Linked DNA regions of Mus musculus: all the other regions are linked to region 5. The links are chromatin contacts, called in public HiCAR-type, HiChIP or PLAC-seq and promoter capture Hi-C maps. All regions are on one chromosome and are shown on one strand. The core of a region is the stretch at or near the end of the contact, and the rest is flanking DNA. Distances in the headings are between cores, read along the strand shown.

Region 1 (3,266 bases), core at 230-2,729, 900 kb after region 5:
ACACTGCAGCTGTAGGACTCAGGCTTATATGAACCTCCTTCAAGTTCACCTCTAAAGTATCAGAATCTTCCCACTATAAGGCAATAACACATGATTCCACTCTTATTCTTCCCCAGCCCACCCTGTCCAGTTCTGCATTACCCTAATCTCATACTGATGCTTCTTGGTGATCTCCTCTTTTCTTTTTTTGACATCCTGAAGAATAGAAAAGAACATGTAAACTAAGGTTTCAGCAAGGAATATTTTTCCCTTTCTCCCTCTTTTTCCTTAAATCACCTGTGCTGTTTTTCTCTTCTTGGCCTGAATTATCTGGGTTTCTTGCGGAGAGTCTGGCTGGTTGGGCTGGGCATGTTGCTTAGCTTGTAAACGGCTACTGTGATGAATTGTAGAAAGGAAGCTTAATTAGTACGTCATATATTTCAAAAGCAGCAGCTAATTTTGAAACATGTCTCCAAGACTAACACTGTTACCTGCGTCTTGACATTCTCTTCAAGGACTATGAAACCTCTAAATAGGGGAGAAGAAAAACAAAATCAAGAACATAGTCATCCATAATCTTCAAGTTCCAAATTAAAACTGATTCAGAAGTTACCAACTAACGTTACTAGAAGGTGGCCTAAACCTTTAAAAATAAAACACTGCACTATTTTCTGAAATACACTCGCTATCTCAGTAATTTTACATTCATGCTTTCATTTCCTTAACTGTACACTGGGAACGCGAGTGCGTTCAGGAATTTGCAAAGTCCCCTAGCACCCTTAGATGATCATCTGGGCCATTCATGCACTCCCCAGGACAACCAGGGTGGGAAAGGCACGTCCTGGCCTCGGCCGCCAGGCGCCTGGACGAGCCTCCAAGAGCGGGCTGTGGAGAAGCCGGTTCCGCGCCAATTTGGAGAGCGGCTGTGGCGGGGAAGCAGGGGGTGGAGGGAACCTTCTGGTGTCACGTCCTCCAGGCTCCTTTCCCTCCTTCCCAGCCCCACCCGGCGGGCAGTGTCGCTTGCAGGGGTGACGGGACCCCAATTCCAGAAGAGCAGAAGGAAAGGGGGGGGGGAATTAAAGGAGAAAACCGTGCTTAAGAATCTCTCCGTGAAGTGATCCCACCTTAATCCTCTCGCGCGGGAGACCTTCCCCAAGTGAGGATGGACAGAGAAGCTCCCAGAGAAGCTTTGCCGTGGCCTCTCATTTGGGGACACACTCCATCCCCTGCCTCTGCTTGGCCTCCTGACAAGAATCCTGACAGGGACCAACCTCGGGAACCCCTGAATTCCAGTCTCCTACTTCTTGTCCCACCCCCGCCCCCCATTTTTCCTCTCCCATGGCTCCCGCCAGACGTGGTTCCCTTAGCTCCCGCATGCCCCTGTCCCCAATACCTCCTCACCGCCAGACCCTCCACAGCTCGGCTCAGCTGGCGCCGGCGCCAACTCAATATATAGGCCGGGCCCGGACCGCCCCGCACGCATGCGCCGCAGACTGACACCTCGGCCGGCGCCTTCCCCTCCCCCACCCGCGCCCGCCCAGCTCGCCCGCGCGCGCCGCGCCCTGCCCTCAGTGCGCGCGGACGGGCTGGCGGGCGGGCGGGCGCCGAGTGGCCGTACGGCTGCCCTCCTGGACCGTGCTCCTCCGCCCCTCTCGGCGCTTCACCTGCGCGCGCCGCGGCTGCACGGCTCAGAGGCTCCTCCCCCATGCTGGTTGCCCACCACAGGCTCCCGCACGCCTTCCAGTTCGCGCCGGGCCCCCTCACGGTGGCTCTTAGATCTCGGAGTGTCAGGCTACGGTTCGGCTCCGCGTTTTGGCAGAGGCCTTGGGAGGGCTGGGGTGGGGAACCCCAAGTCTCCTCAGAGGCACGGGGAGCGGGAGCCTAGGGCCCACCCCTCCGGGAGGAGCCGGCCAATGGCAGGAGAGGACGGCAGCACAACGTGGAGCGGCCGCAGAATGTAAACACGCCGGAGCGCGCCGCCCGCCACGTGCGGAGCCGGAGCCATCCGCCGGGCGACGAGCGGGCGGCGGCGCACAGGAAGGTGCCTCAGCGCGGCCGGACGAGGTACGTGGGAGCCTTGTCCCCGCGCGCCGCCGAGCGGCCACTCCGCTCTTGCCTACGGCTCCCTCCCAGAGCCCGCGCGGGAAATATTGGCGCCGCGCGCTGCCTTTCTCCTCAGACGCCTGTTCCGGGCGCTGACCACCTCTCGGGACTCCAGCGGGCGCCCTCCCCGTCCGCACGCACGAGCGCCGAGGCTCTGGGGACCTGGCCGGAGAGCAGGACGGTCCGCACCACGTGCGCGCCCGGGCCGCGCCGCGCCGCGCCGCGCCCCGCCCCGGCCCTGCCCGGCAGCCAGCGCGCCCTGCGGAGCCCGCGCGAACTGCCTGCGCGGGAGCGCCTCCCGCCTGCGAGCGCTGCCGGGACGTGGCGGGCCGCCCCGCGCCGCTCCTAAGCCCCGGGCTCCGACTACCTCTCGGCGCCCTGCGCACCCTCAGGCCGGGCTTGCGGGTGACACGGCACACACAGTCCCGTGGCGCGACGCCGCTTGGGGAACAAAGACCACCCCCAGGCCGCGGAAGCGCAGGAAGGGCTCCCGCAGGCCGGCGGTCCCGCGCTTAGCCATCCTGGTCCGGAGTGAGCCGGTGCGAGGGCGCCAAGGACAGCGGCCGCGCGGCCCGGCCCTTCCCGAGATGCACCTGGAGGCCTCCGGCCGCGGTGGGCCTTTTGTGCCACGCTGTGGTTAAGAGCCCAGGAAGGCCCTCGTCACACTTCCCGGGTCTTCGCATGGTCCTTCACACCGGCTAAAGCTTACTTTCCCAGCTTTACACGTAGACAGGATCAGAGGAGACCCAGTGCCTTGTCTAGGCCTAAGGAGCGTTCACCCAACCCATAATTGCTTATCAAGACTGGGGGGGGGGGGGGGAGTTACCTCCCTTTGCTGGAGCTGTCGTCTTGTACAGCTTGAGATCTAACCCGTTATGGCAAGAAAGCAGAGGTGTGTTATCTGAGTGGAAGTAAAACTGATGGCCTACAGCCCCGCTCCATAGTGACTTCAAGACCAGCCTAGATTATGTGAGACACTGTCCTAAAAGTGCCAACTGGTGGCCTATGTAGGTGAACTTGGCCAGGATACACTGAAAACGAGGGCTGTCGTTTACATGGGATTGGTCTTAAGTATCATAAGTCCAACCGCATAAGTTAGTGTACGTACGTCATTAAAAATGTACTGTGGGCATATCTAAGTATTACGTGAACAGAGTAGCCATAGGAAAAGCAAAATTAGAATG
Region 2 (3,310 bases), core at 603-3,102, 560 kb after region 5:
CTTTAGATTCCTTAAACAGTCACCTACCACATGACCAGGTAATCCCACTCTGAGATACCTAGCCAAAAGAAATAAGTTTTCTTTTCTTTTCTTTTCTTTTCTTTTCTTTTTTTTTTTTTTTTTTGGTTTTTCAAGACAGGGTTTCTCTGTATAGCCCTGGCTGTCCTGGAACTCACTTTGTAGACCAGGCTGGCCTCGAACTCAGAAATATGCCTGCCTCTGCCTCCCAAGTGCTGGGATTAAAGGCGTGTGCCACCATGCCCGGCCCGAAATAAATTTTCAAGTGCACCCAGAAATCCTTATGCAGACTTATAACAGTGCCACTCATAAGTCTCAGAAAGTAGATCTCAGACAGAAAAGACTGTAAAATCCATTACTATCTGCCAATGAGACTCAGCCACAAACAAAATTTTCCCTGTGAAAGAGGTCATACTTCGAACCTTCAATATTAAGTAGGGATTAACTAAATGAGGGGTGGGTGGGGCATAGTATATTAAATCTCCAAAGCCTACCTTTTCAGGTGAAACAATCCATAATCGTGCTCTGCAAGAAACATCATTGTACGGACACATGTCAGCAGACAGTTGTAACTGCTTTCAGAGTTGGCTAGAGTTGCCAGCAGACAGTCGCAGATTGCAGTCATCAGCTCTTTACTTGGTAGGGAGTTAGAGAGCTGTTCAAGCTCAGAGGCAGGACCTTCAGAAGGGCTTGGCAAAATGAGTGCAATGTCCTGGGGGCAGGGAGAACATTTCCAAATGAGTATCACCATCCACTGATTCTGAACACACGCCAACTAATACTTAGCAACAAGCTCATTAAAATGTTGTTGGGGGCTCAGCAGTTACAAGCACTGGCACTCACATAGGGAAGAGGCCTGGGGAACATAATATTAATACTACATGAGATGTGAAGATGGAACAAAGACTCACGCAGGCAAAGGGTATGAATCCAGGCAGGAGTGTGGCAGGAGAGGAGCAGAGGAGGGCTGAGCAAAGCACAGTATATGCAAACATGCTGTCATCTGCTGGGACAGTCAGTTTCCTTCAGGGAGGTAGCCCCTGATGTGTGAGATGGCCCTACACTCATGTATATGCTGGGAGCACTAAATGGACTCAGTAGGTTGGGGGTGGGGGAGGAACACACAAGATTGCAAGATAATAATGGCAAGGAGACAAGAGTTAGGACTGGGGTGAACTGGTGGGTGGAATTGATCAAAACACATTGTATGTGTTTATGAAATTCGCTGACATATTTATACTTTACAGTAAAAGAAAAAGAATGACCTTTATAATGAACTGATCAGGACAGAGTTTCAATTTTAAAATGTTTTTGCTTTTGTTTTGTAAAATACTTTAAATCAGTCTACTATTAACTGATTCACACTCCTTTTTAGATTATAGAGGCTTCTAGAAATAAATTTTTTTGGCTAAAATCTTAAATTTATCAACATCAGAATTTAAAACTTCATTAAAAGGCATGGACAAAGCAAACAAACTTTAGGCACAATCTCCAGTTAAATGTCTCCCTCTAATTTTTAACTTTTAAAACTTAAGTTTTCAGGCTGCAGAGATGGTTCAGCAGTTAAGAGCACTGACTGCTCTTCCAGAGGTCCTGAGTTCAAATCCCAGCAACCGCGTGGTGGCTCACAACCATCTGCAATAAGATCTGGTGCCCTCTTCTGGTGTGTCTGAAGACAGCTACAGTGTACTCATATATAATAAATAAATCTTAAAAAGAAACCCTCAAGTTTTCTAGTGTTAAGCAAGTGGAGCTAACTACACATACAGCAGTGTTCAGAAGTCTCCTGGGCTTTCAGGGGCGTGTAGATACAGATTTGCATCAGAAGGGAGTGAAAAGGGCAGCAAGGGGTCAACAGTCCTGGGACTCAGTTACTTAATGAGCACCAATCACAGAGGCCTTAAGCTTTCAACCAGGGCCACAGTTATCATCTACCACTTCTGAAAACAAGCCACAAGCAAAAGTGCCCGAGTCTTCAATGTAACCAAACTGCACTTTCATTAGCCAACACAGGCTCTTAGTAAAAATATTCTCTCTGGGGGAAAAAAAAAATCACATCTGATGACTAGCTGGCATGAGCCTTCTGACTAGTTAAAAATGTGTTACTACATGGAAATGTTCTTTAAAGATTCCAAACAATGGAAGGAGAACCCCTGTCTCATGACCCTATAAACAAGTCAACAGCATGGAAAGCAGCTGCAAGCATCGCTGCAATATTCACTGCAGTGACTCCTGCTGCTCCAAGCCGTGCTCACAAAGTTGGCCTGGAGGCACACACTGCAGTCCTAGGACTCGGGAGAATTAATATCGGGAATTAAAGGTCAGCCATGGCTACCTAGCAAGTTTGAGGCTAGTCAGGGATACAAAAGACTAACCATACAAAGAAGTCATCCTTACAAGACACCAACAAATTAACTCAACCAAAGTCAAAGTTATAAAACTAAATGATGTACTTAGGAAAAAAAGTAACACAGTAAATATTAATCAGCCATAAAAAGTATTGAAACTTTTGCATAAAAGCTATTACCCAGGTTGGCAAAAATACTACAAAAGGAAAATCTTCTCAGAGACCCAAAAGCTAAGCCAAATAAAACTACCATGCACCAACTTAATTTGCTTTTCCTCTACTTACCAAACTTCCTAAATAACCCAAAAGTAATACACCATGAGCAAGCTGCATTGTTTACTCTCAAAATTACTAGACAGGAGTTACACCAACACAAACGATGACAATAAAAGCAATGAATACCTGGTCACAGAGAGACTGCAAAATGGATGTGACATACTCCACGCACTGCTGGCGAGTAACACTGTCCCCAGGAGAGCGCACCAAAGCTAAAAGATCCTGGAAGATCTCTGCATATCTTTCATCGCCTTTAATAGTTCCATTAATTAGATGCAAAATAGCTAATTTACAAGCTTTGTGTGAAGCCAGGGCATCGAGAAGAGCAAGCAACCTGGTGGTTTGGCTAGTATACTGTTTTTCTTTATCTTCTGAAGTGCTGAAATAAAATCAATATGTTCAGTAAACAAGGTTCTTGATTTTAAACACAATTTCATATTTTCTATATATTCACACAAATTTTGTATAAAACATACACCTCATTCCTTTGATATAATGATTTTTTTCCAGAAGCTTATAGTCACTGCAAAATTTTATAATTTCAGGATTTCAATAATATACTTCAAGTCAGAGTAGTTCTTTATACTTCACCTTTTAAAAACTGCAAAACTGGGGCAGGAAGGTGACTCAGGAAATAAAGGTACTCATATAGAACAACCCTAATGACCT
Region 3 (3,007 bases), core at 331-2,830, 770 kb after region 5:
CGGCTTTTAAGCCAAAGAGGCTGATTCTTCCAAACCCACCAGAGGTCTCCTAAATGTCTAGTTTTCCCATTTCAGTTAGGCTGGGCCTTTCTGGGTTCTGTCACAGCTTCTAGTCTCAGCTAGACATCCTGTCTCAACTAGATATCCTGTCTCAGCTAGACATCCTGTGCTGGGCCTCTCCAAACCCTAGACATGAACCTAGTGTTGTGGAACATCCTTGTGGTTCCTTGGCTGTGTTGTGCAACCTAAGTGTTGAAACCCTGCCAATGGGAGCTCAAGCGCTGGGCCTCTAATTTTCTCAGCCTCCAGTATCACCAGGGTATACTCTGAGTCCAAGGCAAGGCAGAAAAAGAACTGGTGGCTCTGGCTGAACTCCCAATTAACCAGAAACAAGTGCTCTAACCCCCCCCCCCCCGTCCCTCCTGAATGTAGGATTGGACCCCCAATATCACTAGATCAGGATCCCACAGAATCAGAACAGATCCAGAAACCAGGCATTATAGGAAAAAAAATTAGGAGTTTCTGTGAATTACTATAGGAGGCCTACATAAGAAAGGAAGGAAAGAAGGAAGGAAGGAAAGAAGGAAGGAAGGAAAGAAGGAAGGAAGAAAGAAAAAGAAAGAAAGAAAGAAAGAAAGAAAGAAAGAGAAAGAAAGACAGACAGACAGCTATCCTTTTTTTGAAGTGGCTGTTCACTCATGCTTTTGGGCCAACTGAAGGCGTGCCACAGTGTTCTCAGTATGAGTCATGCACTGCACAACAAAATTAAACTGCATTCTATTGTTATGAAATAATCTCTATACATTCCTCATAGCAGACTATAAAGTACTATTGTGCTTTCTTCCAGAATATTGACATGAGCAAACATTTTGTTCAAGGCAGTTTTCGTGATTGACACGTTGCTCTCTCTTGTGTTTCCTTTTTTATATGATAATAACTTAATTTGCTTATGTAGCTGAGGTTGGCCTTGATAATGAACCTCCTTCCTCTACTTGTCACGGTCTGGGATTACAATAGGGAATAACCTGGTACAAACTTTTTTGTAGCCGCCAAGTGTCTACTAAACCAAACTGTGTATCACTCTTGCCATTGCAGCAGTAGGGAACCTGAGGCAAGTTGAGAGCAGCCTTGGCCATATAGAGAGATCCAGTCTCAAAAACAAACAAGCAAACAAACAAACATCTACTAATCCAAAGGACCTGCCTAGAACGTCTTGCCTGGCTTTGAAATCATCGTAACAAGTCCAGGACTCGTTGCTCTGCAGTTGAAACTCCGTTTTCTGTTTGAAAAATCGGCCGGACATAGGGACTGGATCTGGCCTACAGTCTATGACTTTCTGAGACGGATCCCAGCGTCACGAAAAGCTTGCTCTGGCTCCTGCTTTCCTGTGAGGCTCAGCAAGGAGCGAGGGCGGCGGCGGGGACTCGCTCCTCCCAGGAGCATTGCCATCCCGTGGCCATCGTGGGCATGGCTGAGGCGCTCTAGCGAAACGCTCCGGCCGGGCCCCGCTCCCTGCACTCTGGTTCCCGGAGCGCCTTGGAGGGACCCAGTTGGCGGAGACACCAGAGGGGGGCGGGTCAGGAAGTGGGGGCGCGGCAGCCGGGAGCTGGCCGGGGCGGCCGCGGGGTTTGGATACTCGGAGGTTTGGGAGACTCCGGGCTGCTCGGGAGCCGTAGGGCCACTCGGGTCTCCGCGGAGACGATGGCAAAGGAAGAAGGTGAAGGCTCCGGCGTGTAGCGCGCCAACTGCCGCGGCGGGCTCGGGAGAGGGGCCGGGCCTGACTGCTGGCTGCGGGCCGCGGGGAGCAGGGCGGGCGGGGGCGCGCGCCCCCGAGTTTGCAGTGGAACCGGGCGCGAGCCGAGAAAATGGCCCAAAGTTTCGTCTCCCGAAATAGGACGCAGAAGTGGAACTTAAAGTCAGGAGTCTCGGAAAGGAAGCTGTTGTTGGGTGGCGGGGCTGCGGGTCCGGAGTTGCTCCGCAGTGGAAAGCAGGACGAGCTTGGGTGGGTTCTGGTCCAGGCTGGAAGCTTTGGGTGCAGAATGGGAGGGATCGCACCCCTCGCGGGAAACTGAGGCTGGGATCTGGGATGGACGCGCAGAACCTGACGGAGTTCACTTGTGCTCTAATGGATAACAAATGCCAAAGGGCAGGGGCATGTAAGTGGTTTTAGGGGAGGAGGAGGTCAGTTTTAGGGTTAAAACTAATGGACTGGAGAGAGCTCTGCACGCTCCTCAGGGTCAGTGCCAAGGGAATTTATTGTTTAGCCAGCAATATTTATCCATAGAGGATTTGGACAGTGAGCAAAAGATAGGAAGCGGCAAAAAACTTAGCAGTGTACGATACATAGTGTAAAAAAGTATTGGTGGCATAGTAACTTCATGGGATGTGTATGCACGATTGAGCTCTTGGACTTCATTCGCTCGGATGAACAGTTACATGTTTCATTCTGCTGGAAAGCAGTTTTTATCTTACTGAGTGGAGTTGTGAATGCGACCGTTAGTTATCTGGTTTAGATTTAAGCCGTTGAACCAAGGAGACAAGAAGGGAGTTTGAAGAATTCAATGGAAAGCCATTTTTCAAAAGACTATTAGAAGTACATGCTGACTGGGACTAGATGTCCTGTCCCTGAGGTCATGATTCAGCCATTCCTCCTCTTCCTGCAGCTCTTCGTGTTAAATTTCATGCACATTTAAGATACTACCTAAAACCAGCCTCAAAACAGGTTGCTGGTAAGGAAGAATGTAATTCCTCTTTTTTCTTTAGCTATAGCTATATCTGTGTTTGCAATGTGTTATCATTTGACAAAGATTTTTTTTAAACTTTATTTTTGTGATTAGTTACAAATCTGTGTGGGTAGGTTGATAAACCAGTTTGTCTTTGTGAGCACATTAATACTTAACACAGGAGAAAAATCGCACAGTGCCACTAAAACTTGATATTGTAAATATGCAGAAATTGCATTTAAGATGGAATTATTATACTTAATAACTATGATGTGGACCTTTTT
Region 4 (3,236 bases), core at 278-2,777, 830 kb after region 5:
TTATAAAAGCCTCGATTCGATCAATCAAAGGCTTGCTATCCCAGCTATTCCTGTTTTGTTTTGTTTTCGAGATAGGGTTTCTCTGTATAGTCCTGGCTTTCCTGGACCTCACTCTGTAGACCAGGCTGGCTTCAAACTCAGAAATCTGCCTGCCTCTGCCTCCCAAGTGCTGGGATTAAAGGCATGCGCCACCACTGCCCAGTTTATCCCAGCTAGTCCTAAAGGATATAAGATCCATCAGAATATTTATAGAATAGTTTTACATATTCTATACATGGTTTTATTTTATTCTTTTAAAAAGAAATCTAAAGGGGCTGGTGAGATGGCTCAGTGGGTAAGAGCACCCGACTGCTCTTCTGAAGGTCCAGAGTTCAAATCCCAGCAACCACATGGTGGCTTACAACCATCTGTAACAAGATCTGACTCCCTCTTCTGAAGTGTCTGAAGACAGCTACGGTGTACTTACATATAATAAATAAATAAATCTTTAAAAAAAAAAAAGAAATCTGAAAACAAAACAACAGATAACCACCCAAAAAAGCCCACAAAGAGCTTAATCTATAATCCAGCACTTGGGTGGTTGATTCAATAAAATGGATGCAAGTTCAAGTTTAGCCTGGGCTACATAGTTCCAGGTCATTCTGGGCTACAGAGTGAAACCCTGTTTCAAACAAAGCAAAACAAAACAGGAGAAGCATCTAAAAGAAACTGACTAAATCTGAATTTTTTTCTTTGTTTCTCAGGGTCCCTTTATGAAAACAATCATCTTTAGTAACACATATCTGAAATTTTCTATGAGGTGTGTATAGGATGTCTGGGAGTTTTCTTCAAACTTTCTTCTGGATGTATTTTGTCCGGATCAGCTGGCCAGTCAGCTGATCACAGGAACTCTCTAGAAGGACCAATCTGGCTTTGGCTTTTGCTCTCCAAGTGCTGGGTTTTACAGGAATGCCCCACTACACCATGCTTTTTAGTTTTATTGATAATGATACTTAAGGACCTTTCAGAATGGTGGAACGCGTAAAATAGGGTTTACTGTGCCTAGACTGGAGATCTGAGGAAAATTAACTAGCTTCTTATTCCGAGAGTTAGTCTTGGGAAGTCGCAGAAAAGTTTGTTTTTTTTTTTTTTTTTTCTTTTTTCCGGAGCTGAGGACCGAACCCAGGGCCTTGGGCTTGCTAGGCAAGCACTTTACCACTGAGCTAAATCCCCAACCCCAGGAAAGTTGGATCTTAATTATGTAATAAGCCTTGGGAAACGGGGAGAGGAGTTAGGCTGGAAGGAGTCTCAAAAAGGTAAAGCACCCAAGACAAAGCAACTAGATTTGGTCTCTTTGGTTTTCTTACGAAGACATCGAACTCGCTTCATTTTCTCTGGGAATGTCCAGAGAATCTGGAGAGCCCCGCCAGAATCTAGCTTCTGAAGGGCCAGGAGACTCCATGGCAGCTAAGGGGCGGAGCAGTCTGCTGTTCCCGCCCCTTTCCTCCGAAGTCTAACTGGGATTGGTCGAGAGCGTGGCTAGCTGCGGATCCGGGGCCGGACTCTGGCCGACTACTACGCCATCTTGGGCTGTGCGAGCTGACTAGAGGTTCCGGGCGGTTTCGCTGGATAAAGGGACTGGGCGAGGGTCAGGTTGGAGCCCGGAGGCGGCGGGAGCAGCGGCGGCGGGGGCAGGATGAGCGCGGAGGCGGCGGACCGGGAGGCGGCCACCTCCAGCCGGCCCTGCACCCCGCCGCAGACTTGCTGGTTCGAGTTCCTGCTGGAGGAGTCGCTGTTGGAGAAGCATCTGCGCAAAGCCTGTCCGGGTGAGCGAGCGAGCGAGCGGGCGGGCGGGCGTGGTCTGCGGCCCGCTGCCTTCTGTCCCCCGCTGCCTGAGGCCTGGCCGGCGCCGCTGGGCCCAGCTCGACGGTGCCTCAGCCGGGAACGTCGCCGCGGAGCGTCTGCGGAAAGTTTCAGACAAAGGCTTTCGGTCTGCCGCGGTCCTCACAGCGAAGGGCGCCCGCACTCGCCGTGCGGGGGTCGGGTCGCCGATGTCGCACGGCCCTGGGGGTGACTTCGTGAGGGGAGAGCGGCTCTGCGGAGCCTAGAGCCGGCCGTAGCCTTCGGTTCATTCAGCCAGGGGATTGTGTATTTCACTGTTGAACCCCGAATTAATATAAATCCCCCGAAAACAGCTGCTTCGGCTGTTGTATAGGGATACCCGTGTTGGGCAAGGAACATGGCCCTTTTCCTCTTTCGGGCATTTTGGTAAAGGTACAATGTAAGGTCTTTACCTTTAGTTTGCTCAGTTCTCATCCGAATTTGGCCTTGTAGGAGACTACTTTGTGAAAAGTTGGCATCATTGGTGGGGCAGTTTTACCAAGTGTATCTCAGTGCTTTTAGAGCTTTCCTATTGACACATTGTTAGGGGCTAGGGTGCCAAGCCTCCGTGCTTAGCTCTTTAAATAGGTTGCGGTCCTTAGCGAAGCCTTCATTATAGTGAAGAAAGTGGCATTAGCCGCTACTTTACTGGTGGGAAACAAAGCTAGAGACAGTTCAATAAAAGACCCCTGTCAAAACACTACTTCTTTCCTCCAATTGGCATTGGTCTTATCTTGAACTGGGAACCTGTAATGCTTAGTTCTTCTCTGTGAAATGCTTTGTTATGAATCAGTTTTGAATCGTCCCCAGACCCTCTTGCTTATTAATTAAGCTGGCAAACGCCGATCTGCAGCTGTCTCTGACCACACCTCCAGATGTTTCGTGCCCCCCAAGTACCATAGTCTTTAGTATACGCGAATCCTTTTGCGTTTTTATAACGAAAACTTTAAGAATTTAATTTCTTTTAAATCCTAGATCCTGCACCAGTTCAGCTTATAGTTCAGTTTTTGGAGCAGGCTTCCAAACCTTCAGTTAATGAGCAAAACCAAGTCCAGCCTCCACCTGATAACAAGAGAAATCGCGTCCTAAAGCTTCTTGCTCTTAAAGTTGCTGCACATTTGAAGTGGGATTTAGACATACTGGAGAAAAGGTATAAAGCTGTAAATGGCATTACATTTGAAGCAGTGTTTGAATGTCTTTGTTTCTGTCTGGATTCTAATGTTTTTCTGATAGTGGCTTAAAATAAATTACTTTTCTGCATGTTCATGGCAAAACATTCAAGCATGTAAAGAAGGTATTAAGAAAGTAAACCTAGACATGTGTGTAGTCCCAATAGCCTGAGGCTGAGGCAGCAGGCTTACTAGAGCCCCCAAGTT
Region 5 (2,893 bases), core at 207-2,706:
CCTCCGGTCCGGACAAACCGATGCACCGTCTCTCTGCTCATGCGCAATCCAGGCCCAACCAGCCACCCCTTGGCGCTCTGAACGCGCGTGCGCAGACGTACTGCTTCGGTTACAGTGATTGGCGGGTGTGAGTGAGGAAGGCTGTTCTCTGCAGTGTAGTATGGTTTTGTGCATGCTCTATTTCTAGGCAATCTGTGAGCCCCTGACCCACCCCTGAAAACTTCCACTGGGGGGCGGGGATGTGAGGCAATTGTAAAATATACAAATCAAAAAGGTTTCTTTTTTTTCTTTTCATCATAATGAACCGCTTTGGAAGTGGAAAGCTGCAGAGTTTTCCATCCTCTCCTGTGATTTCTGTTAAACCTGAGAAAAACAGGGCAGTTGCATAGGCAGATAAAAGCAAGCTGTATTTACAACAGGCCTTCGGGCTGCCTTACCTAAAGTATGTATTACAGAAAGCATCCCTTCAACCTTTTATTACTGTGCTGTTAGGTGTATGTGACAATTCCCAACAATCACACTATGTGGCAGTTCTCCAGTCGGGGGTTTATTGGGATGGGAAATAGAGTTATCCTCTGGGAGAGGGAGGAGAACCAGGGACAGGGGAGAAAGGGAGAATGAGGCTTTTATTAGGCATTGTTGCGCTAACAGTCTGCAAGGCTGTGCACTTTAATAGGCAATATTCATGTATATCCAAATTTGGTTCTCAAACCAAGTGAGATGAGGTGTATATGTAGGGTGCTTTATGCACAATACAGAGAAAGTATGAAATCAAGATTCAGTAGGCAAGGTTTCTCCTAGACTTTTGTCATAAAGGTATTATATATAAAATCAATGAGGGTTTCTGTTTGTATTGCTTTGCTAAAACTCAAACTCAGGACTTGAAACAATCCCTACCCTTAGTGTTTTTTAAATAATGTAAAAACAAAGCCGGGCATGGTGGTGCACGCCTTTAATCCCAGCACTGTAGAGGCAGAGGCAGGCGGGATTTCTGAGTTCGTGGCTAGCCTGGCCTACAAAGTGAGTTCCAGGACAGCCAGGACTATACAGAGAAACCCTGTCTCGAAAATCAGAACAAAACAAACAAAAAAAGTAAAAACATAGGGCACCTCCTTTGTTGTCAAAATTAATCCCCTGGGTAAACTGTCATGTAGGTGTGATTGCCACTTTCATGAAACACTTTTAAGTGCTAAAACCATATATTTTCCATTGCTGTAGTAGTATTTCCTGACACGGTAAATTGACTGCGTCCCAGAGTTTTAAATACATTTTAAATAACCGCCCCTAATTTATTTAGCATATGTCTGATCCATTGTTTCCCGCGTGCGTGGTAACCTAGCAACCAGGCGTCGCAAGGTTGAGTTTTTTTTTTTTTTTTTTTTTTTTTTTCTGAACCCTGTTGTCCAATCAGCTCAGCGGACTCACCGAGGAGGCTGCTGGGGAGCTGGAGACTGCGGACCCAGGATATGGGTACCATGGTGACGCGTACAAGGCCTGTGGCGGCCATGGCGGTCAGATCTCGTTCTTCATCCCGGACTGGCACCGCCTACCTTCTCTTAGTTCTCTGCGAAGTCTCATGGGCACAAATCTTCTCCTTCCCTTTCCGGCGGCCTGAGACCTGCGACTTCAACCAGTACTTTGACATCTCGGCGCTCTCCTGTGCCCCCTGTGGCGCCAACCAGCGGCGGGATGCACTAGGTGAGGCGGTTTGGGGGTGGATGGACTCTGACCAAAATAAAGCACTCCTGACAGCCAGCACTCCAGACATTTTATTTGGAGAATGTTTCAGAAAATGCACAGCTATCAAACCTAAGAAAGGGTTTCCTGGGAGGATACGGCTGACACAATGAGATCAGTCACCCAGGCGCCACCACCCTACCCTCCTCCAGGAACTCATTCCCCGGAGTCAGTCTCTGGCAGGGAATCCTTAGGATGGCACCTGAAAGCCGCCTAAGAAAAGTAGAATAGAAATAGAAAAGAAATAACCTGAGGCGTCTAGTGAGGTACCCTGACAGGAAAGCAAGGGAAGAAATGTGAATTAGTAAACTCTTGTGACCATTAATTCTACTTCCAAATTCAAGATATTTAAAGCTGTTTGCAACTGTGACTATAATCAGATTTTGTAAGCAAAGGAAACTGAAACCGAGATGTTGTGACATCTGTGTGACATATACTGGAAACTAAGAGAACTCTTGTCTCTTCCTCACTTTCTTTTTTGTTTTTTGTTTTGTTTTGTTTTTCGACACAGGGTTTCTCTGTGTAGCCCTGGCTGTCCTGGAACTCTCACTTTGTAGGCCAGGCTGGCCTCGAACTCAGAAATCCGCCTGCCTCTGCCTCCTGAGTGCTGGGATTAAAGGCGTGGGCCAGGACACCTGGCTTCCCTCACTTTCTACCTCTGCATTCCCAGCGCGTGGCTTTGCATCTGTGGTTACATATTCCCTTAGGACCTGTCCCTTTTATTGTTGATGACTTCTGTTTGCTCACATTGTCCTTTTAGACTTAATTGCATCGATTGGTCTAGTTCTCCCTTAACTACTCAGAATGAGTCTTTTCCTATTTACTGAAGTCTAAAATGCTGTGAATCTCAGACTGGTTAACTCTCCTGCTTTAGGCCTGGTAGAGTCTCACTTAAGGCAGTGCGGATCACTGTGTCAGAAGATGGAGTGTGAAGAGCAAACGTGTTCTGCATTGTATTGCTTTCATGACAATGAATGAAGACGTGTGTGTTGTACATAGACTCCTACAGGTGCTGGCTCTACTTAGTCCTTAGAGAATTCTTTCTTTAACTAGCTGAGTCTACTTGTAATTACAAACAACATTTATTTTCTTTCTAGAGAAAGAGTATTTGAATGAAAGCAATTTTCCAATAAGATATTGACAAAATTAAAACTCA
Region 6 (3,271 bases), core at 22-2,521, 600 kb after region 5:
TTATGTTTTCCTAGGTACGGTCTAAACCCAGGACATACAACCGAGAAAGAATAGGAGACACTCTACCCTACTTTCATGTTGTCATATTAAGAGTACAGTAGGGTTGGAGAGATGGCTCAGCGGTTAAGAGCACTGACTGCTCTTCCAGGGGTCCTGAGTTCAAGTCCCAGCAACCTCATGATGGCTCACAAGGAATCTGATGCCCTCTTCTGGTGTGTCTTAAGACAGCGACAGCGTACCCACATACATAAAATAAATAAATCTTAAAAAAAAAAAAAAAAAAGAATACAGTCTTCATAGAAACAAGACAATCCCCAAAGAATGACTCTCGAAATGATTAGGTTTCCGGTGAAACAAACAAATATGAGGCTTGTTCATTTACTCTCTCTTCCTCGCAGCCGAATTTCTCTGTGGACTTCGTTATAGTTCATTTTTGCGAATCTTCGTTAATTCGCTACATTCAGTACATTCAACTTAAGAATTCCAAGGCCTTTCAGGGACGCTAAAGTAATTCTGTACACAAAACTACGCAACACCCCACCTTCGTCCCCTGAAAACAACAGACTTGCTTTCTAATGACAGTCTTTAGTCCTTCAATACTGCATGATTCGCAAGTGTCCTCCACGCAAAGGAGATTCTCGTAGATCTGTCATGTCCTAATAGGTGAATTCCTTCCCAAACTATTGAAGTGCTATGACAAATTGAGCAATGAGACCGCCGTTAGAAGAGAGATAGAAGAGGACTTAGGATCCTGGATAGTCCGTACCCTGAGGGCATCCAGAACCCGACACTACTGTCAAAAACCAGATGCCCAAGCTCACGCCTGCATCCCACCCGAAGTACACCTGAGACCAAGGACCCTCCGCAGGACTCAACGCTGACAGGACAAACTGTCAGCAGCGCGACTGACTCGACTGAAGCCGCGGGCCCCAAATCAAAGCCGAGAAAGGCAGGGCCGCCGCCCAGGGCCACCGGGCTCGCACCGGGCTGGGGGAGGGGGTGTGGACCAGAGGACCCCCGCGCGCGCGCGACTGAGGGAGGACACCGCCCGGACGGCCCCCGACTCCGCAGCAGGGGTACCGGAACTGAGGGGCCGTGTCGAAATCGGGTCGCGAGGCCTTACCTCAGCGCTCGGATGTTTAAAAGTATCTAAAAATAGCAGCTCCATAGACGAGTCCACCGCCATGTCTGCCGCGGGCGGGGGACCGGGAGATGACTTCCGGGGCAGCTCTCCAACCTCCCAGGCCGAGGCTCCAGCTAGGGGGAAAACTGCAGTACTTCCGGTAAACAGGACGCTGTCGTCTCAAGCCTCCACCAATCCCATCGCAGCTTGCTGACTTAAGCCGTAAGCCCCGCCTCCTCCAGCGCGGCGGAGGGCGCCTTCTGCGAGCCCAAAGGGGCAGGGAAAAAAAAAAAAAAAGAGGGGCGGGGACTACGGTGTTTGCAGTGGTCCAAATCCCGTGGTTCTCCGGAGTAGCGGAGCCACGACGCCTGCGAGAGGCGATGAGTTCTAGAAGATAGGAAAGTGTGCCAAATCTAGACACACGGCACCGTATGCCTCCCACGAGGCATGCTCTCCAAACAAAACCATGCAATGAGGGAATCTGAAAAGACACTGTTTTCAAAGAGAAGAAAAGAGCACACACAAGGCCAGCCAGGAGTTGAATCCCAGCTTGAGCTACATGAGACCGTGTCTCAAAAAATGAGGGAAAGGGAGAAAGAGGGAGGGAGACAACTTGTCTCAGCAAACGAAAGGAAAATTTTCTCGTTTATGAAAATGTTAAATATGATGAATAATCCCACGAGCTGATTATGAGGATTAATTCTTATAAGGTTCAAAAAGGTATATAAATGAAACGTCACGAATATAAGAGAGAGCACAAAGTCTATTTCTGGCTGACAAGCAGTCTGCCAATTCCAGCATTTAAAGGACAAAGGAAGAGTTTGAGCTTCAGACCAGCCTAGACTACTACTCCGTGAGACCCTGCCTCAAAATAAAAAGTGTGTTTGTTTTAATTTTATGAATAGTTTCTCTGTCAAGTGCTGGACACTTGAAACTATACATAGTCCTAGGGAGTGTTAAGAAGGAATTTTTCTCTATTCTGGTCCTCTCAGGAACCACCCATCAAGACACAAAGTTGTAGCAAAACAAAAGCAGATCAGCAAAAGTAGGAACAGGCCATCAGGGAGAGAGTGGGGTGGATCAGCTCAGTGCCTAGGCTATCTCCCTCTCAGGGTTTATATAACTGTCTCTTTGTCGTGCTCTGCTGAGGAGGCTTAAAATGTCTCCATTCTCCTGTATGTTTGCCAGAATTGCTTTCAACTAGACACTGTCTATTCATTTGTTAGATTTGTTCAAGGTCTTGTATTTGATCTCATGACCTTCCCTTAGGACATTTTCTTCTTTTTAAAATTGAGGTTTCGGGGGCTGGTGAGATGGCTCAGTGGGTAAGAGCACCCGACTGTTCTTCCAAAGGTCCAGAGTTCAAATACCAGCAACCACATGGTGGCTCACAACCATCCATAACGAGATCTGACGCCCTCTTCTGGAGTGTCTGAAGACAGCTACGGTGTACTTACATATAATCAATAAATAAATCTTTAAAAAAATAAAAAAAATAAAAAAAAAATAAAATTGAGGTTTCACACTGAAGGCTGAGGCCAGGATTTTACAATAGACTGGCAGGCTATCTAAACAAGGAACAGGACTCAAGCTGTCTGTGGGATTCCCCTTTTACCGACGTTTTTCATGTCTATCTTCTGCTTAACAAGACTATGTGGGGAGGGAACAGCAAGTAAACGTGCATATTCTTCTCCCTCAGCTAGGAAAAACAAAAAACAAAACCAAAGAAATACCTTTAAGTCTAAAAGTCCACTCATACTCTTGTTTTTCTCCAGTTCTGGAAATCAAACCTAGGATCTTGAGGTTAGGCAAGTACTCTAAAAGGATCTATATCCCTAACCCACAATTTTTTTAAGCCAGTTAAGTAGCCCAAGCTGATGTGAAAATTGTACATCTCCTATTTCCACCTCCCAACGTTGGGATTCCAGGGATGTGCCCTTTTTAAGAGCAGTTTTACAATAAATTTCACAGACAGTATAGAGAGATCCCATATTTTTCTTTCCCCACCCCAAGTCCCCTTCTATTAATAACTTGAAGTAAGATTGTACATATATTACAATTGATCAGCCAATATTGATATATTATAATTACTGAGTATTGTACAGTTTTGACAAATACATCATTATCGATCCAAGGATACAATCTCTC
Region 7 (3,305 bases), core at 437-2,936, 820 kb before region 5:
CTCTGCTCCAAGTTTTCCTTAGTGAGACATGGGGGAAAGTAATTATTGTGTCCTAAATTAAAGGAAAATGGTGGTCTCGATAAAGCTTCCACTTCCTATTTAAATGCTGCCCAATCTACAGGATTACTCAAAGCTTTCTCTGGCATCTCAAAATGGTGACATCAAAAACTGGACATTATTAGATTTAACACGAACATTTCCTAATATCTCCAAGAGCCCCTACAAAACCACAACCCCTTCTCTGTGTATTCTTGGGTGGTGGGGGACTAATACTAAGGGCAGATAAACTATGCAAGGCCCTTTGTGTGCTACCTAAGCAGTAACAATGAATTAATCGAGGAAAGATGGATGGACATAATCCTCACCACTCTACTAGCCAAAGAAATGAGGAAAGTCAAGAACATTTAAAAATACCCTAAGATAAGAACAAACGGACATTATAACCAATAACATCTTGGATTACTGCAGATCACTATTGTAATTATACTTTTAAATCAATCCTGCTAGGATAGATACTAGATTGAGAACTTTATAGATGAGATGATTGAAGGTTCTCAACTAAGGGAAACGAAGGGGCTTCCTTACTGAGGGCCACTGTTAACAGCAGGCCAAGAGAAACTCTCTTCCTGAGGATTTACACTGGAACCCTGGCATGGAAAATTAAAGCCAGCTCCCTTCTTGTCTGTGTTTTCCTATAGAATGTTTGTTCTTCTGAATCATGTGGGGCCAAAAGATATGAGGGAAGAAGATGTTTGCAGTATTTATCTGTGTTATCTTGTAGTTGATCATTAAATATGGACTCAATAGTAAGTGCTTAGAAGTTTAACATACTTCACAATAGACTGCAAGGAAAATCACATATGAAAGTCCTTGCTGTAATGAGTTGCAACTTCCAGAGGAAGTTCATTACATTAGGTTAAGTGAAAGACAGCATATCACAGAGCATATCCACATACAACATCGTTTGGGTTCGGGGATTCACTAAACATCAGAAAAAGTAACCCCACTTCACCACTACCACTAACCAATAAAGCAACTCTACAAATATTTTGGCTTACAAGACTGTTCCCATAAAAGGGAAACAGGAAAGAGTAAATCGGAGTTAAAACACAGGAGGCGGCGGCGGCCTAAGCAGGATTAGTAGAAACTAGAGTCACCTGTAACTACAAGGAGGCCTCTCAAATTAGTGGACAGCACAGCAAGCTAATTAATCCCCAGCCTAGGGTAAACCTGGGGAAGTGGGTGGGACTGAGAGTTTCTGCAAGGTCCTGGAGCACTAGGACACGCTGGCAGGGCGCACCCGCGTTGCTCGGCAACCCAGGCGGCCACGCCCACCCCAGTCTGGCCATTCTCTCTGGGCCGGAGAAGCCAAAACAGTCGAAAAGGAGGTCTCCCTGCTGGGCTCGGAGCCCAGATCCCCTGGAGGAGCCTCCGGATGCTCAGGCCCAGCGCCTGGGGCTGTTCCCCAGGCCAGATCTACAGTCTCCACGGGGCTGGGAGACGCTGGGAAAGCGCGTTTCCAGCCCTGGGCCCGCATCAAGAGAACTGTGACCCCGAACCCCCAAGCCCTCGCCGGAAACACACCTCAGCATTGCCCAGCGAGGGCGGCCCAACTGCGGGTCCGGCCGGGTGGGCAGCTGTCCACGCTGCTGTCACTCAGAGGCAGGGGCGGGACGAAGAGCCGCACACCCCTACTCCAGGAGGGCCAGACGAGGAGGGGCGGGGCCAGCCTTCAGTCTACACTCTGATTGGCTAGGCCTTCCCTGCGAGCCTCCAGGACTGTGTGTGCTCTTAGGTCCATCATTTCTACACCTTAGAGCTTCAGTACTTCCTAGGATGCAGACATTAACAGAAAGGAGCCTGACTTCTTTTCACAAACATAAAACGAAAACCAAAAGTTATTTTAATGAGTGACCACTTCCACCTTTTACACACAAACACCTAAATCTAGTCATATCCTTAGGAAAACATTCCAACAGTGAAACACATTCAAAGAGATTCAAGGAGCAGGACTTAGGGTAGGATAAGATACTTTTATTTTAATTTTTAACTTTTAACAAGAGAGTCAATTTAGGGAAAGCAATTGCTGAAAGGTGACAAACGACTGTGATTGCAGGCCTGTTTCGGGAACTTAGTTTTCGCATCTGTAAAACAGGAGCAGACAATATTGAGTTATTTAACATTTGGAATGGTTTTGATCACCGACTGCTCTCTAAATTATGCTTTTACAATCCCGACAAAACCTCCTGGGAAGTAGTATTATTATCCATAGTCTGCTTCCAGACTAGAAGCAGGTGAGTTTATTTAATAAATGAACAAGCCACTGAACAAAGAGTGATTCTCTTTATACTGACATAAACTAAATTTAAAACCCAGACAGTAGGAGTCAGAGGGGATGGAGGACTGCGGGAGAACATGGCCCACCAAATCAGTTAAGCGGGCCTCACATAGGTTCACAGTTAGTCTGTGTGGAGCGCATAGGGCCTGCGGCATGGGTCCATGCCAGGTCCCCTGCATTTGTTATGACTTGCTGTGTTCTCCTGAGACTCCACACAGTGGGAGCCAGCATGTCTCTCATTCTTTTGCCTGCTTTTAAAACTATTTTCCTCCTATTGGGTTTTTTTGTCCAACTTCAAATTAAGAGATTTCACCTTGTGTTACTGTATACTGTTTTTTCCAGTTTGGCTGTTGTCTCTCGGAGGCCTGCTCTTTTCTGAAGAAGAAATGGAGGAAGAGATCTAAGGAAGGAAGGGGAAGCTGTGGTTGAGATGTACTACATGACAGAAATTAAAAAATAAAATATTAAAATAATAATAATAATATCCCTTCAAGTGTTACAAAAGTTTGTAAAAGGCAAAACATCATACAAAAAGAATGTAGGCACATATAAATAGATATCTCTGAAGTCTCCCATGATATCTTATTGAGAAATGAAACCCAAAATGTGATTTTATTTTCTGTACTGCTAGATCATTTTCTGGTATTCAGGATCTTTAAAATGAAACAAAGATAGAATTCAATGACATTAAATAAATGTTCTTAATGAGGATTGTATATGTGTGTTGCTTGGAGGAGAGAGGAAATAGTGAAGTCCCAACATATATGCTTCCTTGTTCAAATAAAATGGACACCATGTTGTGACAAAATTTTTGGAATAGAAGGAATATATTTTGTGGCAAATGATTTTATTTTCTAATCTTGCTGAATTTCCAAATTCTTCTTAAAGCTTGAACTATGAATAACTCCACCCCAAAGATTTCTTGATTGTGTGTGACCTATGCTCCCATTTAAGTTTCTTTAATCTT

Evidence for each region. Promoter capture Hi-C pulls out the DNA fragments that hold promoters and counts their contacts. HiCAR-type assays count read pairs that join an accessible place to other places. HiChIP or PLAC-seq counts read pairs in DNA pulled down with a chosen protein or histone mark. Capture Hi-C pulls out chosen DNA fragments and counts their contacts.
Region 1: a contact with region 5 is called in a promoter capture Hi-C map of adipose tissue, with 2.3 times the contacts expected there. The contact joins the promoter of Ccne2 here to the promoter of Tmem67 in region 5. A contact is called at or near these places in 3 of 39 promoter capture datasets (embryonic stem cells, hippocampal neurons and pre-B cells), 1 of 484 Hi-C or Micro-C datasets (CD4 T cells), 2 of 115 datasets of contacts at active chromatin or transcription factors (astrocytes and embryonic forebrain) and 2 of 9 other capture datasets (adipose tissue and liver).
Region 2: an H3K27ac HiChIP or PLAC-seq map of embryonic stem cells shows a contact between it and region 5, with 4 times the contacts expected there. The contact joins the enhancer-like site here to the promoter of Tmem67 in region 5. A contact is called at or near these places in 4 of 39 promoter capture datasets (cranial neural crest, hippocampal neurons, maxillary cranial neural crest and 1 more), 2 of 115 datasets of contacts at active chromatin or transcription factors (embryonic stem cells and neural tube) and 1 of 9 other capture datasets (adipose tissue).
Region 3: a promoter capture Hi-C map of liver shows a contact between it and region 5, with 3 times the contacts expected there. The contact joins the promoter of Dpy19l4 here to the promoter of Tmem67 in region 5. A contact is called at or near these places in 5 of 39 promoter capture datasets (the 3T3-L1 cell line, embryonic stem cells, hippocampal neurons and 2 more), 3 of 115 datasets of contacts at active chromatin or transcription factors (the 230-238 cell line, astrocytes and large pre-B cells) and 1 of 9 other capture datasets (adipose tissue).
Region 4: a contact with region 5 is called in a promoter capture Hi-C map of liver, with 3 times the contacts expected there. The contact joins the promoter of Ints8 here to the promoter of Tmem67 in region 5. A contact is called at or near these places in 4 of 39 promoter capture datasets (hippocampal neurons, liver and pre-B cells), 1 of 484 Hi-C or Micro-C datasets (B cells), 4 of 115 datasets of contacts at active chromatin or transcription factors (astrocytes, bone marrow-derived macrophages, memory CD8 T cells and 1 more) and 2 of 9 other capture datasets (liver and pancreatic islet).
Region 6: a promoter capture Hi-C map of liver shows a contact between it and region 5. The contact joins the promoter of Virma here to the promoter of Tmem67 in region 5. A contact is called at or near these places in 9 of 39 promoter capture datasets (the 3T3-L1 cell line, the C10 cell line, cranial neural crest and 6 more), 6 of 484 Hi-C or Micro-C datasets (B cells, CD4 T cells, Th1 cells and 3 more), 4 of 115 datasets of contacts at active chromatin or transcription factors (astrocytes, bone marrow-derived macrophages, embryonic stem cells and 1 more) and 2 of 9 other capture datasets (adipose tissue and liver).
Region 7: a HiCAR-type map of astrocytes shows a contact between it and region 5, with 2.5 times the contacts expected there. The contact joins the promoter of Triqk here to the promoter of Tmem67 in region 5. A contact is called at or near these places in 2 of 115 datasets of contacts at active chromatin or transcription factors (astrocytes and stem cell-derived neural progenitor cells).

Annotation. Positions count from the first base shown.
Region 1 is chr4:11,189,922-11,193,187 of GRCm38.p6, reverse strand. Ccne2 (cyclin E2) reads right to left here and starts at 1,479. Exons shown (of 12, transcript NM_001282943.1): 1 at 1,373-1,479; 2 at 471-507; 3 at 277-373; 4 at 142-195. The coding sequence starts at 484. A630034I12Rik (a long non-coding RNA gene) reads left to right here and starts at 1,958. Exons shown (of 3, transcript XR_001784240.1): 1 at 1,958-2,043.
Region 2 is chr4:11,528,248-11,531,557 of GRCm38.p6, reverse strand. Virma (vir like m6A methyltransferase associated) reads right to left here. Exons shown (of 24, transcript NM_001347055.1): 15 at 2,768-3,020; 16 at 513-730. Among named protein-coding and RNA genes, the nearest start is that of Gm35693, 29 kb to the left of the region's middle. Within about 2 kb of position 1,852, at least 9 of the 459 cell types and tissues checked have an H3K27ac peak or open chromatin away from gene starts, as enhancers often do. A contact at or near this core is called in embryonic stem cells, where this site is marked.
Region 3 is chr4:11,320,710-11,323,716 of GRCm38.p6, reverse strand. Dpy19l4 (dpy-19-like 4 (C. elegans)) reads left to right here and starts at 1,580. Exons shown (of 19, transcript NM_001081201.2): 1 at 1,580-1,717. The coding sequence starts at 1,702.
Region 4 is chr4:11,252,550-11,255,785 of GRCm38.p6, reverse strand. It overlaps Ints8 (integrator complex subunit 8), which reads left to right and starts at 1,527. Exons shown (of 27, transcript NM_001159595.1): 1 at 1,527-1,805; 2 at 2,836-3,010. The coding sequence starts at 1,676.
Region 5 is chr4:12,086,520-12,089,412 of GRCm38.p6, reverse strand. Tmem67 (transmembrane protein 67) reads left to right here and starts at 1,456. Exons shown (of 28, transcript NM_177861.5): 1 at 1,456-1,698. The coding sequence starts at 1,476. It overlaps Rbm12b2 (RNA binding motif protein 12 B2), which reads right to left and starts at 43. Exons shown (of 4, transcript NM_198957.2): 1 at 1-43.
Region 6 is chr4:11,483,958-11,487,228 of GRCm38.p6, reverse strand. It overlaps Virma (vir like m6A methyltransferase associated), which reads right to left and starts at 1,271. Exons shown (of 24, transcript NM_001347055.1): 1 at 1,124-1,271. The coding sequence starts at 1,186.
Region 7 is chr4:12,905,218-12,908,522 of GRCm38.p6, reverse strand. Triqk (triple QxxK/R motif containing) reads right to left here and starts at 1,686. Exons shown (of 5, transcript NM_001171801.1): 1 at 1,585-1,686.